2 separate regions of the Zea mays genome follow, and region 2 is linked to region 1. Evidence: chromatin contacts called from public Hi-C data. All regions are on one chromosome and are shown on one strand. The core of a region is the stretch at or near the end of the contact, and the rest is flanking DNA. Distances in the headings are between cores, read along the strand shown. Region 1 has its middle 20 kb from the start of LOC103647410. Region 2 overlaps LOC103647412 (plant UBX domain-containing protein 2).

Region 1 (6,422 bases), core at 1,343-3,842:
CATCGCAACGCAAAGGCACATACCTAGTGAGAGATGAAGATTAGTAAGCTGCTAGAGGTAGCCTAATGTTCACCAAGCCATCCTTAAAACCCGGCCAGGCCGCTATAGTGGCCATTTTCTCCTGTTAAAGTCGATCTTGCCGATTTTGGTAGTCGGTTAGATTAACTCTTGTTTTTATGAATGGAATCCTTTTGAAATTGATTTTAAAATTGAATACTTAACCAACATATTCTGGAGTAGTTTTCTAATGGGATAGGATCAGTCCCCCTCTATATACACGAGCGATCGAGGTGTTCAATATACAATAGATCAAAGATACATCTAATATCCTTTTTACCCCATATTGTCCCTCTCTATCTTGATGTTCGTCACATCTTTGTGCGAGATTTAGTGATGTTCTAGGTGGCCTTGCCGATCCTAGAACAACCTCTACGTGCTCATCTCTGATAGGGTCTTCTTGAGAGGTGTTCAAGAGTCTACCGACATAGAATAGGTTCAACTATGGCTTGACCGGTCCGCTATGCTCCACGCTTCTGTCAAGGTTGTGTGTTGACCATGGACATGTTAGCTCTTACTATGTGATCTAGATCTTTTCTGGTGTCAACACACTTTATGACGATTTCGCTGGAGACGAAGAAGAGGCTAATAGCAGGATCCAATCTACTAGTAGCAATGTATCGATACGCATGATGCTGATATATATGCATAATAATGTGTTTGACGACCAATGTGTTGGAACCTTGGAATTCCGAATGTGTTTGTTGCCACACTACGCCACAACAATAATCCAAGTCATGGGACGAATCATAATAAGTTATCAATTAGTGTAGTCAGGGTAATTTAATAACGATAGGAAGGAAGATGAAACAAGCTGAATGCACAAAGATAAAGATAACTCAAAAAGAAAACTAGTAAGATATAGCTAGGTGGAAGAACAATAAGGAAGTAATTGGTTTCTTTTTTCTAATTCTACTTCTATGGGTTAATCCTAGATATACAAATGTAGTAAGAAGAGTGAGTCTCCACAAAGTACACGAGGTGTTAGGCGAACTAGCGAATGCAAAAATGTTTGTCTAAAGCGGCTAACTTGTTATGAGGGTCTTACTATTTTAATAACTTTCCTACAAGATGTGGTGGTATACAAATACTAGACATCGTTGTCACCACTTACTAGCATCCACATATAATTCGTAAGGCAAGCAGCAACCATGTGAAAGATCAAGTATACAAACTTTATTTTTACACTATCTGTCACTACACTAATTACGCACACATCAATCAATTAGAATACATGTTAGGGTAGTGTCCAATGCATAGGTTTGGGTATTGTATCATCAATCTAACAAGCATACAACTACATACAAATATAAACCACAATAACAATATCACTATGATAAATGTTGCATAAAGTAAAGACTAAGTAGAGTAGAGAAAAAACAATATTAAATAAAGTAAAGTATTACTAAAAAGGAAAGGTACAAAAGATATACTAGACTCTCTAGAACATTGAAAAATTCAACTCTAACTCCTTGCAATTTATATTTGTTGCAATGAACAATCATCGAGTTTTCAAGCATAAAGGTGCATAGAATATTTAATATGTACAAATTTTACCATGTCTTGTAATAAAATCATATTTGCACTTATTTTTTAGTTATGCCCGGATGAAATCGTGTGTACATGGATTTGAAAGTGTAACTATATTTTAGCATGTTTTAGGTAAGTATTTGTTACATATGTGGATTAATTATGACACTCGCCATTATTAAAAATTGTGTAAAGAGGAAGTAAGTTTATCTCTTTTGTATTTTTGATGAATTCATTGTCAAATGAGGAGAACTTTGATACACACATTCACATATTTACCTTCTTTTTAGAGTGAGCTAGATCTTTTTTATGATCTTTTTCACTTTTCTTTTGGATTCTAATCAAAATTTTGAAAGTGAACGCCAATTTTCAAAATTTGTGCGGTGTTGTCAATTAATGCTTTTATCAAGGAAGAGATTGTGAAATCGTGACATGTGTGATGAAAATATTGTGTTGGTTGACATTAGAACATTGTTTTAGAATCAACATTAACATTGCAAAGTGTTTTACTTGATTTTGGAGACAATGCATGTGTGCGAATATGTGTTTTGATATTAATGTAACACACTCAGTAGAGTGGTGTTGGTTTGTTTATCCGTGAGTGAAAGTCGTGGACTTGTGGTTGTACTTGACTGTATGGATCGTGGATGTGCAGACGTTGGTTAAGATGGAACTTGGCCGGCAGCGGCGACCATAACTAATTTCCGTAGTAAATTCAGGAAGGAAAATGAGGTATGAAAACTAGATTTTGTGACTAAGTTCAGGTCGAAGATGCTAAGCAGGATATTTTGATTGAATCAACATTGTATATTTACAATTGTGTGCGGTTGAGACTTGCACGGATTATCGCGGTGACATATTAAAAATGTCTCAAAAGAAAAAAGGAAAATGAGAAAAGAAAATTAAAAAAAAGAAAGGGCTTCATGCTCATGCATGTGTGCGTGGGAAGGCTAGCAAGTGCGCACCGGCCAGCAGCACAGTAGCAGCTCTCGTTGCAGGTATTCAGCCCATGGCGGCTCAAGGTGGGCGGCCCGTTAGCTCGCAACAGTCGGCCTGCCAGGGTGCGGCCCATGGCGGGGGCTATTCGAGGCGTCGGCGTATTAGATTGGGAGTTGTTAAGTAACCCTAGTTAAGGTTATATGGGTAAATACCTGCTTTGCCTCTAATGGGTCTCACATCTTTATATAAAGAACCTGTACACTCTCTCATAATAAAGAGAAGAGAAAGAGACCAGATGCCCAACCCTATACCCTGTGTCTCGTGTGTTTTCTCTGTCGTGCTTATGGGAAGGGAAACAGGTCTTCTACAACTTCTCGCGCCTCTACTGCTGGCGGGAGGGAAGAGAGTGGATCTGGTGATCTGTGGTGATGTAGTTTTCAACACGTTATCAGCACGCTCTACCTCGATGTCGCTGCGGGATCAGATCTGCATCAACTCTCCGTCAAGCCGGCAGGTCTTATGGCCTAGCCGAACTGTCCTACGCGACAGTCTTCGATTCTCCATCTACGCAAACAAACAGTATATTTACTGATTGATCAGTTAGTTGTGCACGGGCTGTAATTCGTGCGCGACGTACTGCCATCGTCGTAGTGGTGCTCCGCTCATCGGGACCGCACTGCGCGCTAGCAGTCGCGCCTCGACTATGCCGGAGCCATATCGGGGCCACGCCCGAACCAGAGCATTCTGTAAGATCCGGTTGCTCGGCGGCGTCGCTCGGCGCATCTGGTCGCTGGCTCCACGCGCATTTTTCAGATCTAGGAGACATGCACACAGTTATAGTCGCCTTGTCGTTGCTGACCTGTTGACCCGCGCACGTCTGCATGCACATATGCATGATGCCATGCATCCTCTACCGCATGAGTCAAACTAGGAAAAGATGCATGCGGCTAAGAAAACAATCATGCGTTGAGTATTTCATGTAAGTGACCGGCTGAAAAACAAAATAATTAAGCATGTTTTCTATCTTAATCAGTTATTTTTCTATCGCAAATAATTAGTAGAAAAATACATGCTTGAATATGGTAAAATGATAATTACACCTGATGTGTTATGCTCATACATTAATTTTGGTGTTCATTTTTATTGCATTAATAATTATTCCCCGTAGTAAATAATTAGCAGAAAATTATTAAAATGGTTGTGCAGACTATACTGCGCAGACTAAAATCGCTCTAAATATTTATGATGTGTTGAGCTTTTGGACTCACGTCGAGCGATTAAATTATATAGTGGGTACTCAGACACGTCGATCAGACTACGTTATTAATCGACCGAGTTATGGCATTGGCTGCATCTTGGCAACACGACACAGTATTTGTGTCGTACGAACTTGGTTGTGTCATGTGATTACTATGTCGCACTCTCATTTAATCGGACTGCTCCCGTTGAGTCGAACCGCAATCGTCGAGTCACACATTTTTCGCAGCCCTGTAGGCACTATCCGTCTGTCGTGATCATCGAGCCACAATTGCGCCTGTTGCGCACGTTGTGTGGATTTATCGTGTACCCCGACTACCGAGCCACAATTGCGCTTGTTATAAAGGCTTGTTGTGTTGTTGTAGCCCTAATGGCCGCACATATGTTGACGCCAGATACGCTAGAGCTTGTACTCGCGTGGAATGTGGTGGGTTATTCAAGCCCCTAAAGTCACATTATTGCACAACCTTCGTAAACAATTTTGTTTGGCTCTATATTTTATTTGATTGTGTTGTGTGGTATCATATATTTATATATATCGCCAAGGGGCCATAACTACTATATCAAGCCCCATAGTGCTTGGAAATCTGGGAAATTAAATTGAAATACAATGAAACACAAATAAGTTAATTCTCTGCTCTCTCTCTCTCATGCATAAAGTTTTACCTGAAGTAACCCGAAGATATATAATATAATGCATGAAAGCCTTTTTGGCATAGAAGACATCACAAATTGAGATTTTATTAGTAAGCAATAAGACCTTGTCAGATGAATAAATGCTAGAATCTCAGTCATACATTGCTCAACCAGATGTTGGCACATTGCTATTTATCGCTGAACGACATGAAGCGAACTTTGAGATAAATGGCTAGTACCTTAGCAACACGAAGTTGCGAGTACATCGAAAGGTAATTCTGAGAATTTTTTCACACCAACATTGTGTGTTTTCGTCGAACCACTTTACTCGGCCTATCTAGGACCTCTATGCTTGTGTTGCATACATCTCTCAGAATTTAAATACTTATAGCCGCTGAATTGACTTGGGATAGTCCTTTGACTGGTATGGTATATACTATAAACCAAATGGTAAAGGTCGATTCTGAATAGACATATATCTTGGGTTTATGTAGCAGAACTACATTGTATTCCACCCCTTGGCATGCTTACCATAATCTATATCTGATCTACCAGAAGTAAGAAAAGTACAAATATAGTCATGGAATCCCACATCACCACAGAGCTTGAAGCTACATTAGGCATTAATTTGTCCTTGGTTTTTGGCGTTGGAAGAGCCACAATTCTCGACCGCAATACTGTCATTGATGGTAATTTGTGATAGAAATATAAAGATCTTATGGAGACCTGTTGTATTCTCCCTAGTCCTGATGACTCCTTCATATGAGAGTAGTACTATCTGTTGTTGAAGACGGATCCTAGGCAGATACTAGTCTTGTTTTCGTTCTTGCCAAGCAGTTATCATCATTTGTTTCATGAAAAGCTAGTTATATGGTGATTTTCCCAGATAAAAATGAATTCTTGGCCTTGCCTGTTCTATTCCAAAGCTTATCTTTTTGCCGAACAACGAAGTGATCAAAATAATGCTTTATAGAACAAAATGGTATATAATATGAGGAGAAATGTTTGCCCTGCTGGCAGCATCACAATTTATTAACTATTGTTATAAATTCTCTCTCAAAATTATAATTCCTAAAATGTTGCATAAATCGATACCCAATTTCAGAACGATATGAGTAATTGGGTAAACCATGGGCAATAATAAAATGAGCTGGACTATATATCTCTGCATATAAAAATCTTTGCTTGGCAGCATTGGCCTGATGTCGTGCACTTTACTACCAATATAAACACACATTTTCCTATGTGCCTCAAAGCACAATGCAACCAGTGAATGTCCTTGTGAGCGCTAAATCTTGATGGTCATTTTACTTGTTGACCTGAAGTCAACTAATGGCTCCAAACGACGAATGGTATGCATGAGCCCTTGAAGGACCCTTATGGATAAAAATAGTGTTGTGCATGTTAGTCTAAATCTCAATGATTGACTGTGTATTTGGTAATAAAAACAATAAGTTTGCAGAATTGTAACCATGAAGCAACTTGTTGTTGCATGTCTCGCTGGATGTTGAGACTAACCCTTCATGTTGAAGGACAAATATGTACTATTCATGCCACTACATTAATCTAAGTCTAAAGCTCATTGCATAAAACCCCTATCTGTAATGTGCGTAAGATTTCCCAAATAAATCACCACAATAGCATACATTGGCCACAACTGGATGATTGTGGTTGAGGATTTTATATGTATACTTTTAGAACATCTCGGCATTAGGGGGAGGAATGCCCATATAGTGTAATGCCTCAATATTCTATTAAACGCACAAAAGCAAAACTGAACCTGTCGTTCGGTGTGTACTCCTATGTATATGGAGTTTGCCAGAAATCGTTGAGGAGTAACCATATTGGTCTGAATGCTTCTACTTGATGTAGATGTGGATATACCCGGGATTAATATAATATCCACATTTGACTTATTGGCATTTGATCTATTCTCGGGGACGCCTGCGAATATGATCCGTTAGTCTTAGTCAAAGCATATATTCTGATTGCAGATTCATGTG
Region 2 (6,422 bases), core at 2,361-4,860, 120 kb before region 1:
TGGTGCAGTATCAGACGGTCTGCGTAAGGGCTGGACTGTCCGGGCAAAAGCTCGGACGGTCCGACCGTGTTCAGGGGCGTCGATCTGCCAAGCAGGGACGACGGTGGTGGTATTTGCCCTGGATATGAGTTCATCGGCATTACCATATAATGGTTGGGGCTGCAAATCCCCATTTGTCGCCGATGTATTAGACATAGACATCCTGTTACTAGTTTCATATGATGGAAAACTAGGAGCAACAGATTTCTCCAACGTACGCGTTAATTTTCTAATTGATTCTTCTAACCCTCCAATCTGTTGTTTCATTTGATTCTGCTGATGATCTACATACGGTTTAATAATTTGGATGTCGTCGGGTTTACTTACGTTGGGGACTTGAAGCGAAGATAGAAGAGACGCGACGTCAGTCTCTCCATGTTTGAAAACTTTCTGGTGGCGATCCACCGTGTATTATGACAAGAATTTCTCTTTCGCTTGACGCATGTAGTCCTCTTATTGCTGTTGCTCATCGACCGTCAGACTTTCAACATCCGGCTTCAGGATATTGTCTGGGGAGATATCAGTATGATCTTTAGAACCGGCCATTTGAAGGCCTGATTTTTTGTAGATCTAGACACCTGTCCCCAGCGGAGTCGCCAAAAAGTGTGTTGGCGCCGATCCGCGCGCCGATCACTGCGTTGAGAACCTGCGGTGGTGCTCTCTGCACAGGCGCGGACGATCCCCGGCCAGGGGCCGGGCGGTGCACGACTTGGCATAGGGCTCAGGTTCCCTGCCGGACGGTTCGCGGCTAGAGGCCGGACGGTCCGCAGGGGCGGCAGAGTTCGTCGGCGGCGCCTGAATCTCGCTCCCGGGAGGGACCCCGTCGAGGAGGAGAGATCCTAGGCTTCGTCTAGGGTCGGTAGGCCACCCTAGACACTTCTAATCGACGTAGTGCCGAAGAGAAGCGAAGAATTTGGGGTAGGGAAAGGCTAACCTAGAGCTAAACTAGAACTACTCCTAATGCATAAGTAAGACGAGAAATATACTTGATTTGATCGATTGTGGGGGGTTCAATCGGTCGTAGCCCTTCATCTATATAAAGGGGGAGATCTGGATCCGCTACAAGTCGTTTTCCGAGCTAATCCCGCGGTTTTAGATAACAAATCCCGCGAGAAACTCGGAACCATAACTGATTCTCCGCACGCGCGGACCGTCCGGCCTCAGAGCTGGACCGTCCGCGCGGTCATTTCCTGCACTCAACATCAGCCTCCGTATTTGCGGGGGAAATACTTGCCTCAGTTTATTCCTTCCCCAGACCCCACTCATGTTCCTTCGACACAGGATCTGTCCTTTATTGTTTAAAGTTGTATCTTGGAAACTGTGAACTCTAAAGTGACTTATTTGCGGAAGGATGATCCAGATAATAACACAAGGTCTGTCCTTTATTGTTCAAAGTTGTATGTTGGAAACTGTGAACTCTGAAGTGACACTTTTTTGTGGAAGGATGGTCGAGATAATAACTGTGGTGTTTGTATGAGGGATTGCTTCATACTAGGCTAGATTTGTCCAACATGGCATCAACCTATAACATTGGTGGATGATCACAGCCACATCCATTGTTTTTCTACTAATATGGTTATGGGAGATGAAAAAATATTAGTGGGACAACTTATCAAATTCATCCAATTAAATATTGCCTCTGTTTCAAATGGTAGTTCATTTGCGGTTTGTCCTGAGTCAAACTACTTTAGCTTCGACCAAGATTTTGGAAAATACATTAGCACCTACATGTCCAAATAAATGCATTATCAAAACTTATTCATGGCTCTCCTGCGTATTTGAGAGAGAACATATGTCATGGATAATTTAATAGAAACAATTTGATGTTTTAGATGTTAGTGCATATTTTGTGCTAGGAAACAATACGGCACAAACTCAACAATGGTCCTCCTTAGAATTTGGATCACAAACTCAATATTTTGAAGTTGGATAAGTTTGACTTAGGACAAAAACCAAAGTGGACTATAATTTGGTACGGAGTAAGCATGATTGGTTCACAATTGGATTGGTTAACCATTTGCAGTCAGAAAATTAACAGCCTTGGTTGCTGACCCGGGGATCCATCTGCAGAACCTGTTTGTCTGGCCTTTGTAACCTGTACACAGTGGTCTCCATGGGAGTGTATATTGTGTATTGTTTGGTCTTTGTGGGTACAACGGTTGACTGTATCAGGTGGCCTGGTGTTTCAGTGACTGAATAATCATCTATCACCCCTAATAGATGTTATAGAGTGTTCAGTGTTTCAGGGGGGGGATCGAGTTACAATACCCTTGCTATATCAACATGACCTATTTGTATGTAGCTAATGTTATTTGCGAATCTGATATGTTCTCATCTATGCTAGCTTATTTTTGTAAACAAGTACTGTAGCTGTTTTCTGTGCATCATTTTATGCTGGCTGGCTCCTTTTTTTTCCTACTTGAAATTGTCCTCTAAAACTTGGGTGCTGTGTGGTTTATATGTTTGTAATGTAATAGGTAACAAATAACGTTAAATCATGTTTGTTTAAGTCTAACCGTAATCGGATACTACATTAGAAATTGATATCGGCCTATTCAAACTTGTTACCACTGGTAATCGAATGCAAACCATTACCGTTACCATTTACGTTACATTTTAGGAACCAAACGGCACCTTGGATCTTGTTCATTCATTATTTCTTGCAGTCATTACAGTTAGCAATCTGTACTTCAGCTGTCCATTATTTTGAGTATAATCTATCTATGACAGTTTCTGGTTTGTAGCTGCCGGCCAAGTAACGTGCTGTCTTTCCCTATTTGCAGTTCGTCACATCTGCTCTGAAGCAGCCAGGCTTGGAGTTCGAACTTATCTCTCCCGCCATTCCTAAGCCGCGTGTGGTGCCTCATTTTCCAAACCCGGGAGAGCGGGCACGCACCTTGCAAGAGGAGGAGCTGGTCCCTTCCGCGCTCCTCAAGTTCATTCCCAGGGAGACTGATTCCGTGGTCTTCACCGGTTTGCTTGATGAGCTTCTGAAGGCCAGTGAGCCGCTTCCTGCTGCATCACAATGAAGTGTGTGTGTATGTGTGTGTATAGCAGTTCGTTCTGTTGCTGTTTCTGCTTGCTGCATCACAGGATTACTTGGATAATAACGGTACATATTTGTATTGGCTGACATATCTTGTGGAAAGGTTGACATACTCGAGAATTCGTTAGGCCCATGCTGAACTGGATATGGGCTGGACTGGACTGGACTGTAAAACTCAATACATGGCAAGATTGCTTGATTTGGCTGTCGCGGATTCTTACCGATTTTTTTTTCAAAGGCCCAGTTTGTGTACTATTATTATTATTATTATTATTATTTCTTTTCACATGTATGTTGTATACATTTAAGTCCGATGGATGCAATGTTGTTACTTGAAGACTGATGTGCTGTTTATGTACGTAGCATCGTAGGTTGTGACGCCTCCGTTGTTTTTTTGTCCGATAGATGGATGCAAAACCCGTACGGTGGTGCTAGCTCTTCGTGAATCGTGACATACCCTGTTCTGTCGTTTTGATTGATGTTGCACACGGAATTTGGAGTAGGCGTGAGGGTTACTGCGGCACGTGTCCGTTCCTTGGCACTACGTGAAACCTACTAGGCAACTCTAGCTTCGCTTCATGGCTTCGCCTGCCAATGATAAAATATAGGTAGCTACGTACAAAATGAACATGGCATGCAAAAGCGTGCGTGTCTGTGTCTCGATGCTGCATCTGCATGGACGCATATGCGTGTGTGTATGTACCTTTTGAAAGCCTAGAGCCCTAGACCAAAGCTCACGCACGGTATTGGTTTTGGGTGGTATAAAAAAAATAACCTAGCAAGCAAGCAGAGCAAGTTGCCGTATCTGTATGATTTGTAGCAACAACCCTTGCATGCATGCATTGCGCACTGACCACAAATATTCCCCAGCTGCCGCAATAGTTTATGCGTCCTAGCTAGTATATATATATAGCTGCTTTCGCTTTAATTACAGATTGACCGTAACGCCATGCAGTAGATCTATGTGGATGCTCCTCCTTAATTAAAGAACGCCTTCACAATCTTTGACTGAATCATGCGTGCTCCCACTTAGATCAAGAAAAACTTTATTATCTATATACTATATAGTTAACTGAACCTCTTCGTCATCACGCTAGCCTGCAGCTAGCTCAGTCGTCGTCCCAGCTTTATTGAACGTACGTAATGTGTGTGCATGATCCTCGGCTCTCTGCACATGCATGCATGCATGCCAACTTTTAGGAAAGTGCACGAACGCACAGGCATCGTCGGGCCTTCTTGTTTACGCAGACTCTTCAGACTTTGTCCGGTAAAATTAAGTGAGTGTTGCTACCACACGCTCTACATATATGGTATATCGTGTGGGTGTGGGGGTAGCGGACCCAACTGCTACACTTATAGTGTGCCAGGAAAAATATAAAAAAAGAAACAAAAAACAGAGATCAACAAGACTCGAACCTTGACTGCTAAATTTAAAAGATAGTATTTACACCATTATGCTAACTAACCTTATATGATATTAGGGTGTGCCGTGGTACTGTGGGTAGCTCTGATCCGGAATATATAAGACATGCATATTTTAACTAGAAGAATATTTACTATGTTGCTATGGGACTTTCCTTAGAAGTAAAATCATTATTATATCACACAAGCAAGATTGGTTATGCTAATTTTGACCCCGGCCTTATGATCTTTCTTACCGTTTTGCAATGTGTTGCTTCTGTTGTTGAAAAAAATTTAGCAAAGCAATCAAGACCTAATTCATGGAGCGTGCCGCAAGGGCTTGTCTATGTCTATATTGTGAGGAAGCCATACCATATCATATTCTCAAGTACAACATCAAGATTGGACTTGAAAGGTTCCACTAAGATCTTTTGGGCAACATAAACTTTTTCACGGCTCACCACAACAGGAACAAGAGACGAAATTCCGACGACCAATCTTATGTTTGGTAGCTGCATTTGAACCTGTCGGACATAAGACAATATCCATGGGTTTTTAAGTGCCGTCAGACATAAGGCTACGTCTGACAGTTGGTCCACTGGCCATCGGACATAAGCCTTATATCCAACACCTATCTACTTAAACCGTTGGACGTTGTCCCTCTCTTTCTATCTATCTATTGCTCTCTCTCTCCCGCATGTACCACTTTGGCCGTCCTCTTTACAATTTGGATCACAAAACTTAACAGGTCCTCTAGTTTAGCTGGGGTGTGCGTGGAGATCTTGCCCACCACAAATACAAGTAGTGTGATCCAAACCCAGGTCCGCATCACCATGAATCAAACCTGGCTATCTTGGAATAATGTGGGTTGTATTTGTATCGTACCGCCAATGTTTTGGCTGCTAACCGATGAGGTCGCGCTCTGCAAGTTGCTAGTGTGGAGCCCATGCACTGGACCTGGACCCCCCACACAGGCAAACGTACGATCGCAGGTGGACGCTACTGTGTCCCACGCGGTTTTGGGCTGTGGACACTGGACTGCTGGACCGCATGCATGGGTGGGTGGAAAGGAATAGGAACGGAGTCGTCGCCGTTGCTGCCAGCTCATGTGATCGCGATCCCCTGGCGCGCGTGAGTGAGGCGAATAGTCGTCGACGGCGACGTCTCGACGTGCGGACCGATTCGTGTGTCGCACGAGCACACCGTGCACCGCCACGCACCGATCATGCCATCCGTCACGTGGCGTAGAGTCCATATCCCGAAACGAGCGGTCCATGCGGCGGGACCACACTCTCCCTAGTCCGTACTACACATCTCGTTTATCAAAACAAAACAAAACAAAAAGTTCAAAATTATAAAACCAAAAGTCAAACGCGTGCTTTGAAACAGAAGAAAACGACGCCAAAAAAAAATACCGTGAACATGCATGTATGTCTTCAAAGTTGAAACTAGTCGGTTGGTTCAAGTCTGGATGGAGGACTCGACCAGAGTGTTCGAGACCGAAATTGCTCGGTCTCTGATATTGTTGCAACGTCGTCGTAAGTCGCGGTCTTTTATTTCTGATGATGATGGCCAGAAATCTTGGGAAATCCAGAAGCCCAAATCTAGACCTTCGTTGGGACTTATTAGACGTCCACCACTCTCATTATTGTATACGAGTGAGGTGTTTGGTGATATGATGCATCATAAATCCATTATATAATAGGATGTTTGGTTTTAAAAAATAAGCTAGTTCACTATCTTTTCACTTCTCACTTTTTATTTAATTTATGGAATGGAATGAGTTAAAGCATCACCACCTCATTTCTCATAGTTACTAGTTAGTAATAATACGAGGAATGTGGTTATCTCACCAAATTTGAGGAATGAACTCATGATGTACCACATTAACTTTGTTAGAGTGATTTATTAAACCAAATATCATACCCCCTAAGTT

What was found. A called contact is a pair of places that touch in the nucleus more often than the background predicts.
Region 2: a contact with region 1 is called in a Hi-C map of tassel, with 4 times the contacts expected there. The contact joins two enhancer-like sites. A contact is called at or near these places in 4 of 25 Hi-C or Micro-C datasets (ear, leaf and tassel).

What each region holds. Positions count from the first base shown.
Region 1 is chr2:184,351,206-184,357,627 of Zm-B73-REFERENCE-NAM-5.0, reverse strand. No RefSeq gene overlaps it. Among protein-coding and RNA genes, the nearest start is that of LOC103647410, 20 kb to the left of the region's middle. Within about 2 kb of position 2,592, at least 15 of the 20 cell types and tissues checked have an H3K27ac peak or open chromatin away from gene starts, as enhancers often do. A contact at or near this core is called in ear and tassel, where this site is marked.
Region 2 is chr2:184,475,074-184,481,495 of Zm-B73-REFERENCE-NAM-5.0, reverse strand. LOC103647412 (plant UBX domain-containing protein 2) reads left to right here. Exons shown (of 3, transcript XM_008671951.4): 3 at 2,823-3,371. The coding sequence ends at 3,068. Among protein-coding and RNA genes, the nearest start is that of LOC103647413, 4.3 kb to the right of the region's middle. Within about 2 kb of position 3,610, at least 12 of the 20 cell types and tissues checked have an H3K27ac peak or open chromatin away from gene starts, as enhancers often do. A contact at or near this core is called in ear and tassel, where this site is marked.